2 separate regions of the Anas platyrhynchos genome follow, and region 1 is linked to region 2. The links are chromatin contacts, called in public Hi-C maps. All regions are on one chromosome and are shown on one strand. The core of a region is the stretch at or near the end of the contact, and the rest is flanking DNA. Distances in the headings are between cores, read along the strand shown.

Evidence for each region. A called contact is a pair of places that touch in the nucleus more often than the background predicts.
Region 1: a Hi-C map of liver shows a contact between it and region 2, with 2.7 times the contacts expected there. The contact joins the promoter of CHST7 here to the enhancer-like site in region 2. A contact is called at or near these places in 2 of 8 Hi-C or Micro-C datasets (liver and subcutaneous adipose tissue).

Annotation. Positions count from the first base shown.
Region 1 is chr1:137,589,550-137,594,109 of IASCAAS_PekinDuck_T2T, forward strand. It overlaps CHST7 (carbohydrate sulfotransferase 7), which reads right to left and starts at 3,091. Exons shown (of 1, transcript XM_027446944.3): 1 at 1-3,091. The coding sequence starts at 3,019. The coding sequence ends at 1,592. LOC106017632 (a long non-coding RNA gene) reads left to right here and starts at 3,321. Exons shown (of 2, transcript XR_003493079.3): 1 at 3,321-3,984; 2 at 4,082-4,560.
Region 2 is chr1:137,552,790-137,556,938 of IASCAAS_PekinDuck_T2T, forward strand. All of the region lies in intron 12 of SLC9A7 (solute carrier family 9 member A7), which reads left to right. Among named protein-coding and RNA genes, the nearest start is that of CHST7, 38 kb to the right of the region's middle. Within about 2 kb of position 1,407, at least 1 of the 8 cell types and tissues checked has an H3K27ac peak or open chromatin away from gene starts, as enhancers often do. A contact at or near this core is called in subcutaneous adipose tissue, where this site is marked.

The sequences.
Region 1 (4,560 bases), core at 1,841-4,340, 38 kb after region 2:
CAGCACTTTATATAAATATAGCTTTGTTCTTGAGCCTGGATTATCCTCAGTTTGAAGTTCGTGTTCTCACTTTGTGTTGGAGGACTGTATGTAAGCGTCCCCACAGCCTCGTATGCTCCTGCAGTGCCATTGAGACGCCGTCAGGTTGGAACGGGCTCAAAAGCCGTCCGTAACGAGTTACAGCGCTGTGTCCTCACGTTACACTTAAACCTCCTATCCCCAAATCGAGAAACAGAACGAAGACACTTGCACACACGCACATGCACACCCTTCTCATACAAGCTCCAGGAAGTCTGCAGAAAAATATCATCTGAAAACCCAAAATGAAACTTAGAGTTTTTTTTTCTTCTCATTTTTCTCTCTCCCCCCCCCCCCCTTAAATACAAACTTTTATTTGGGAGCTTCTTCTTACGCCAAGATGAATTTGCTCAGCCCCGTTAGGAAGCATTTGCTTTTGTCTAAGCACACGCGTGACCAGCTGAGAGGATGTTATTGTTCGGAAGGGATGTGAGCAGGGGAACCTGCGCACAGCACAATGTATCAGTCAGGAAGTTAGGGAAGAAAAGTGATTCACTCATCCAGTTGAGGAAACAAAATGGAAATACCAAGAGTTCACCTTCCAGCTACAGTTATCTCTACGGGTGTCCGCAAAAGACATGTTAGCCACCTGTATTGCACGTGAATATCACTACAGGAATGTATTAAAATACCCAACTTTACAAAAGGGTTACGGATTTCTTTAGAAAAGTTACAATTTAAGGAACAAACATGTCCAAAACACTTAAGCATCCAAACACTTTCCCTGCTCCTACAACCAAATACCCGAGTGCTCCAAGGGACAGAGGGGAACTGCAACGAGGAACGGGAAGGAGACGAAGCCACCCACACAGACAGCGCTCACACAGGCTCAGCAAGCACCAACACCAAGGCGTCCTCCCTCGGCGGAACGTCCTCCCGTGGCGTGAGACTCTGGCAGTCGGGCCGTGCATAAACGCCACGAATTTCACAGAAGCCTCCTTTAAGTGTTTTAATAGCAATACAGTGGGACACAACGTGTTTTCATGCTCTGGAAGGGGTGATCCTCTTACGTTAATAACTTTTGAGTCCTCTGATTCCTTACTGAGAGCTGTTGTCCGGGGGATTTTTAAAGTTTAACACAGCATTCTTGTTTTCTTTTTACACAACCCCCACTCTTGGCATGGGGTCACAGTTTCACATCTAGGGGGCCTCAGAGTCCGGCACTGTGCCCCGAGGGCATCTCTCACCAAACACCTCAAGAACGTGTCCCCTCCATCGTCACCTCGGCAGCCGCTCTCCCTGGCCTCTTGGCACCCAGCGGGCGCTCAAACCTCCCTCCCTCTGTGTGCCAACGCCAAGGCCAATGCCAACGTGTTCACCGATGCCAATGTGTCCTTCAACGCCAATGTCAATGCCAACATGTCCACCAACACCAACATGTCCACCAACGCCAACATGTCCACCAATGCCAACATGTCCACCAACGCCAAGGCGGAGGCCCATGAGGCCACTGTTTCCCTGTCTCAGACAGGCCCCCATGCCACGGGGTGTCCTGGCGTTGGTCCCGGGGCCGCTACCGCCCGTCGTCGGGGCTGAGCGGGTAGGCCAGCAGGCTCATGGCCTCGCTGCACGCCGCCTCCACCTGCCGCACCTGCTGGCGGCTGAGGCGCTCCCGCCACGCGTGGACGGCCTCTCGGGCGTCGCGGGCGGAGATGAGGAAGGGCCGCTCGGAGGAGTACGCCTCGCCGCGGGTCATGTTGACCACGAAGGCCTCCATGGCGGGGGGCACGGGCAGCCCGGCGAAGCGCAGCAGGCGCCGCAGCTGGGCGCGGGGCTCCCGCACCAGGTCCTCGTAGCGCAGCTGCGTGTAGCGGTGCCGCAGCCCCGACGGGGCGCGTCGTGCCAGCAGCAGGTCGCGCAGCCAGGCCTGGCAGATCACCTCCAGCGCTCCGCCAAGGAAGAACTCGGCTCGGTGCTGCGGTGGCGGTGCCCGACCCGCGCCCAGCAGCCCGGGGGGCAGCGGGCCAGGGGGTCCTCTTGGCCGAGGCGCTCCCCGAGGCTCGGCGCGGTGTCGGCTGCGCAGCACCTGGATGCTCTCCCGCAGCAGCGCCTGCTTGGCCTTCAGGCGCGAGTTGTGGACGGCGCGGGGGTCTCGGAAGAGCTGCACCACGCGCAGGTTGAGGCCGGGCTCGCTGAGCAGCGGCAGGAGGGCGCCCAGCTCCAGCAGCCGCACGTCCTTGATGACCACCACCGGGTACTTGCGGCACTCGGCCTCCAGCTCCCGCAGCGCCCGCGGCGGGCAGCGCTGCTCGCAGGCGGCGCCGTCGATCAGCCCCACCTCGGCGCGGGGCCGCGGGGCGGCGGGGCAGAGCGGGGCCGAGCAGATCACCTTGTTGGTGCGCCAGCCGAAGATGCCGGCCGTGGTCAGGTTGGGGGAGCCGGGGGCCAGCGGGTCGCGGGGCCCGGCCGGGGCGGCGTAGAGGCGCAGCACGGAGAAGTCGCAGCGGAAGAGGGAGCGCAGCATGTCCCGCAGGGCGCCCTGCAGGCTGAGCGCGTCTCCCGGGTACAGAGCCTGCCACAGGTGCCACATGGGCTCGTAGAGGTAGAAGACGTCGGGGTGCTGGTTGAACAGCTCCCCCACGAAGGACGAGCCCGTGCGCCAGGTGGCGTGCAGGTAGATGTGCCGCTTGCCCGCCGCCGCCCCGGTGCCGTTCCCCGCCGCCCCTCCGCCGCCTTCCTCCTCGCCCTCCTCCTCCTCCTCGTCCTCCTCGTCGCCCGTGGGCGCCGGGCGCTGCTCCCAGCCCCACTCGCTCAGCGCCTCCTCCAGGCTGGGGCAGCGCCGCAGCAGCGGCTCCTCGTCCCCCCGCGCCCTCCTGGCCCCGTAGTCCAGCGCGTAGGGCACCAGCAGCAGCAGCAGCAGCGTGTAGAGCCCCAGCACCACGGCCAGGCGCCGCGGCTCCCCCCGCCAGCACCAGCACCACCGCCGCCGCCGGCCCTTCATGGCTGGGGGGCGGCCCCGGCCCGGCCCGGCTCGGCTCGGCTCGGCGGGGAGGGGAAGGCGGCGAAGTTAGCGGCGGGGGTGTGGGCTGCGGGCGGCCCTCCCCGCCGGGAGCACGCCCACGGGCACCGCCGCCTCCTCCTCCTCCTCCTCCTCCTCCTGCTCTTCCTCCTCCTCCTCCTCCTCCTCCCCGCGGAAGCGGCCGCACCTGCCCCGCCGCAGGGCCGGGGGCTCCGGGGGTGCGGGGCCGGGTCCCGACGTCTCCCGGCGCTGCGGGGAATGAAGGCGGCGAGGAGAGGTGCGGGTGTGTCTGCAGGCTGCGGGGGGTTTGGGGCGGGCTGCAGGAGGGGAGCTGCTGGGGCTGTCCCCCGGGGTTTGGGTTTTGGGGGCTGGGGGTGGGCAGCCCGCGAGTGAGGCGGGTCCTGCAGCCCGCACGCCCAGCACCTGATCCCCCTCTGACAGCCGCTCTCCTGGCTGACAACGGGAACAGTAACATCACCGACTCCGTCTTCAGCATCCGCTTTTTTAGGCTTTCCAGAATAAGTTAAATAAATCTCTTCATCTGAGCTGCGCAGCCAACAGGAGGTCGACCCCAGGTGCTTAAATACGAGCACACAGCCTCAACATCCAGCGCAGCCCCTGCCTGTCCTGGGGAGATGCTGACGGGACCAACACGGTGGGTCACGACCCCCTGTGCACCTGACAGAGAGGCGATGTCCCCGTCCTGCTGGCTGTGCTGCCCGTCCTAACCTCGAGGCAGCTCAGGAATCAACAGCTAAGCACAGCACTCAGAGAGAAATTCAGCCGGGATGACATGGTCCTCACCCGCAGCCGGTGCTGTCTTCGCCTGCAGAGCGGTCTGTGCGCTGCGTACCCACCTGTGCCATCACCTTCACCAACGATACCACACAAAACAGCAGGCAGAAATGACCCCCCAGTTATACAGCTTCTAAAAATGCTCCTATAGTGTAAGCGTATAGCTACGGAGTCTGCAACTGCTGTTGCATTTTTCTGCCTGAGTGAGTAGACGATAACCAATACCCTTATTTCGGATTTATTTGGTAGCAGAAGAGAAACACAGAGCGCCAGGAGAGAAAAAGAGCGGTCCTGCTCTGTCCAGGTGGTGAGCCAGCAGCCTGCCTGCTAACACTTTCTTTGACCTCTGTTAAGTACGTGTTAAAGACTTGGCTTCCTGCGGTTTATGGCGTGCTGAGTGAGGAGGTGAAGCCAAACAAGACTCCTGGACTCCTGAGCAGGAGAATGTAAAAACGATGGCATCTGAAAGGAAATCCCGTCCCAACATACAGTTCCCTGTGTACAGTCATTGTGGCTTTGGGCATTTTAAACAGTCAGATAAATCAGCCTGAGCTTCAGCTCCACCTTTGGTAAGGCCAGGATTTCATCTCGACCCTCCCACAACCAAAGGAGGCGGACAGAATAAAAACACACTTGCCAAAAATGGGTCATGGGCTTGCCAAAAAAACTTGACCTATACAAAGTAGATGCTTATCTAGTAGTTTGAGGAGGTACCTCCAGCATGGTTG
Region 2 (4,149 bases), core at 157-2,656:
AGAATCCCTCATTGTTAAAGACTACGTATGTTTTTCATTCTGTGAAAGCTTTGGCTGTTGTGGGGAGGGAGGGTAAATAGAGTGGAATTAATGCAAGCACGCTGTACAAATACTCCAGTGCATTTTTTCGTATGTAAATTATGCATGCTGTTTGGTCCTTGAAAGCATACTTTGTCTCACATTCTAGTTGTGCTGATCAGAATTTGTCTACTATTGTTTTTTCCTATCCTAGCATGATACAATCTTGCTAAAGATTGTATCTTGCTAAAGATTGTATCATGCTAGGATAAAGAAAACAGTTTCAGTCTTTGGAAGAATTAACCATTCTCAAGGTGTATTGCTGTTTTTTGGAAGTCTTCAGTAAATTTCTTGTGGCGATAGGTAGCAGGTGCTTTCTAGGTTGGAAAAAAAAAAAAAAGGATGGCTAGGATGCTCAGAAATGCCTGAGACTCCTATTATTGGAAGTAGATAAAGCTAAAATGTCTGATAAAACAATGTCAACAGCAAATTTTGGAGTTACAGGATGAGCTTATCAAAACCGTGTTGTCAGACTGACTGGCTGACATCCTGTCAATATGGATATACACTTGAGCAGAGCTGAACCACTCTGTGCCAAGAACATAGCACGTGTATCTGATGTCAAATGCCTCCAGCCCGAGAGAGGTACTAGAGCTGAAATATGGTAAATCACTGCTGTAACAGCACACATTGGAAAATTCTGGTTTCTTTTTTCTTGTGCCACACAAATCAATTTTTGTACTTTACAACTGTGTTTCAATGCAAGTTCCAGAGATATAGAGATATATAAGGAACAACTGTACTTACACACCTCATCAAGCCAAGCAGCCAGAGTGTCTGTATAACCAGCAGTGTACATAGGCTCTCTGGAGAATGGGGTATGAAGGAGCAGGGGATGAGTTCTGGTATGTGCTGTGCAGGTAAGAAGTCTGCCAAGATCTGCCTGCAGCTTTTCGTTGGCTGAGGTGAAATTCAACCACTACCTCTGCCACGAGGCTCCTTCAGTCATCTGCAGTAGGACAGGACTGAATTCTGGCGTGTCCTAGCTCCTGGCCAACTGGAAACTAGTGGAAGTAACTTGCTGTTTTTTATTTTTTTTTTTTATGCAGTCTAGCCCAGTAAACAGTTTGTGGAAGCATCTAAGAAGCTGCACTTACTCCTTTAACAGGTCTAGTTGGGCTCAATAATGAGATTCCATGGGCCTGGTTCATGAGCTGTCCCATTAAGAGAAGGATATCATGTAGAAGAGGGAACTCTACATAAGAAGTATTTGAGATAATTCTTTGGGTCTGCACACAGTTGCCCTGATGGGCACTGCTGTGTTGGTCAGTGAGGCTGCACTTTTTAGGGTCGAATTCAAATGTGTACCAGGAGGTGGCAGCCGTGTGCAGCTGATGAGTTAGGAACTTATTTCTGGTAAAGTAGAGTCTGAGACAAAACCCTTTTCTGCAGGAGATCAACACCTGTCTGACCTTACAGAGAGAAGACAGGGACAGATTAGTTTCCAGCTGAATTTTGGAAGTGTGCTGCTTTCCTCCATTCCTTTGCAGGCAGTGGAGGAGGTCGGCAGGAGGAGATGAAGATGCTCCTCTGTCTCAGTGCCTCAGGCAGCTGCAGTGCACGCTGCTGACACAGCACTTTTTTTGGATGCTTTCTGAGCCCTGGCACTTACCCATTAGATTGCACCGCAAGAGGCTGGAAATAAGTGCTGCTTCTCTATAGCGCCATTTAGCAGAAGGGAGAATAAAAGATAGAAGGCTGGTTGTTTCCTGGAGTAAGTGACTGAAGGGAAATAGGAAACTAACGCCATTTGTGTGTTGCATTTAAACGTTAGGGCTTGTGTGGGCTCTCACAAGTCCAGCTCTCGTGTGAAGCTTACAGCAGTTACTGGGGAGCGAAGGAAGGCATAAACAGGAAGGGATCTTATTTAAGGTTAGTCTGCACAATTTAAGTAGAACAGTACCGGAGAGCTGACTCCAGCCACGACTTTCAGCCTGGCTTGGTACTACTACATCCATAGTCTGTGTACGTGGGGCAGTGCCTTTGCAAGGACCCCGAATTGCTTTGCTGGGGCTCAGAGGCAAAGGCAAGTGCCTATTAATTGCATAATGGTTGTATGCATGCTTGGGTCTTCTGACCAGTGTCCAGTGCTCAGGATTAAAAGGTACAACCAAGCAAAGGACCTACAGTTTGCAGTGGAGACTTAGTTTGAGTTTACTGCTGAACTGGTTGGGAAAGTGACACTGTGGCATCAAAATCCAAGCAAAAAGAATGAGATCTTCAGATGCTGATGGTTTCTGCCACTTAATGCTAAGCAAGCTTAAAAGTTGACACCAGAAATTAGTGTTAAAGCCATGATGTCATATATTTGAACTTGCTGGCTGTCTTGGCTGTGAAACATTCATGTATGTGAATCATAAATGGTAATTTTTTCTAGCAGTAGATTTGCTTTTTTTTGTAGAAATTAAAGCATTACTTGAATTTTACAAATGAAAGTCTTCCTTTGAGACTAAAATGATGAAACAATTTCCTGCATGAAGCTTTAATGCTTTCAGCAAATTAGCCCTATAAATCAGAACTACTGGCAAAGTTCCTCTTTTCTGAAAAGTAGCTGACTTGTTTCATTTATTTGTCACAGGAAGGAAAACAAAAAAAAGAGGAGCTTCTAGCATTTGCACTGAAAAATATTTGCCACTTTTCATTAGGGTTTGACCTGTTTTTTTTCCATTTTGAATGAAGCAGCAGGTAAATTAGTGCCTGTTCTCCATCATAAGCTGCTTCAAGTGTTTGTGTATTTTAATAAAGTAATTTCAATTATGCTAATCAGTCTTTCTAAATCTTAAACGTGAGAATAGTATCTTTTGATTTAATATAGTTTTGTTATCTTTCGGGAGAAAAGTTAAAGGTTGCCTGAATGATGATAACTTAAATTTTTATCACTTTCTATATGACTTTGCAATTATAATCTTCTTAGCTTTTTATCTAGTGTTTTTTCCTCATTAAGCAAACTGAAAAAAAATAATCTGGAAATACTGAAACTCATACAGGTAGATAGTTCACATAGCAGCTCTCTGGGGTGATAGTAAAACAGCTTGATGTCAGTCTCAGGTTATATTATATTAAATCATCCAGGGTGGCCCAGCTATTAGTTGCTGGGTAAAATGTGCATTCCTTAAATACTGTGCCTCCGTGCGCTGCAATGACAAGAAGTGAGTGTTGATGCCAGAATCCAACCTTGTTATATCCAGGGCTGGTGTGGGGAATGTTTGATCAGAGGTCATATCCTTCTCTTTTGCTGCCTGTTTCCACTTTTTCTGCAATTTACATCTTTCATTTGGTTTATCATTTTCTAAGCCTGACTTCTTTTGCTTTCTTTTGCCCACGCAGCAGGCACTGTGCCTTTCCCCTCATTGTGGGCTTTTTTATTTTGCCATATCTTTCTGCACTGTTTTCTCCAGTATTCTTCTCACATTTGGTTTCTCCTCTTCTCTTGCCTCCAACCTCTAATTTCTTGTCATGAATCTCTTAATGGAGGTGCAGGACAGCCTTCAGTTCTCCACCCTTGCTGAACTGGTCCCCAGTATCTCCTTGGTGGGAGAGGGATTGCTTCTTCTTTTGGATGTCTGGGTGTAAGCATGGGAGATGCTTTCTTATGTCAGTTCTTGTGCTCTTAAACATGGCAATTCCTTACACAGAGAGAGAGTATGGGAAAGACCCACAGGAGCTGGGTTGATGTATCTAGAGCAAATGGGGTGATACAGGTTTAACTGCTGAGCTCTAACAAGCCTCTGTGGGCAGTTTCAGGAGCCATTATCTTGGTTAGGTCAAGTAAAGGAATCCCTGAAGGTGCCCTAAAAACAACATCTGTAGCAGCTTACCTAGTTCTAGGGATTTTTAGTGATCAGTGCTTTCATATTTTTTTTAATATTGGGGTGGGAATTGCCTTCTTCCTCAGCCACCTTCTGAGAAGCAGTTGAACTCTTCCAAAATAGCTAAAATTTTCCAAAAATGCTGTACTCATTATAGACATCTGGGAAAACTTCAGTATATGAGCTTGGCAGAGACACAACAAAGAGAAAAGTCATAAAGGGAAGCTGTTGGACAGTTCTCATTTTAGTTTTTGCTACATAT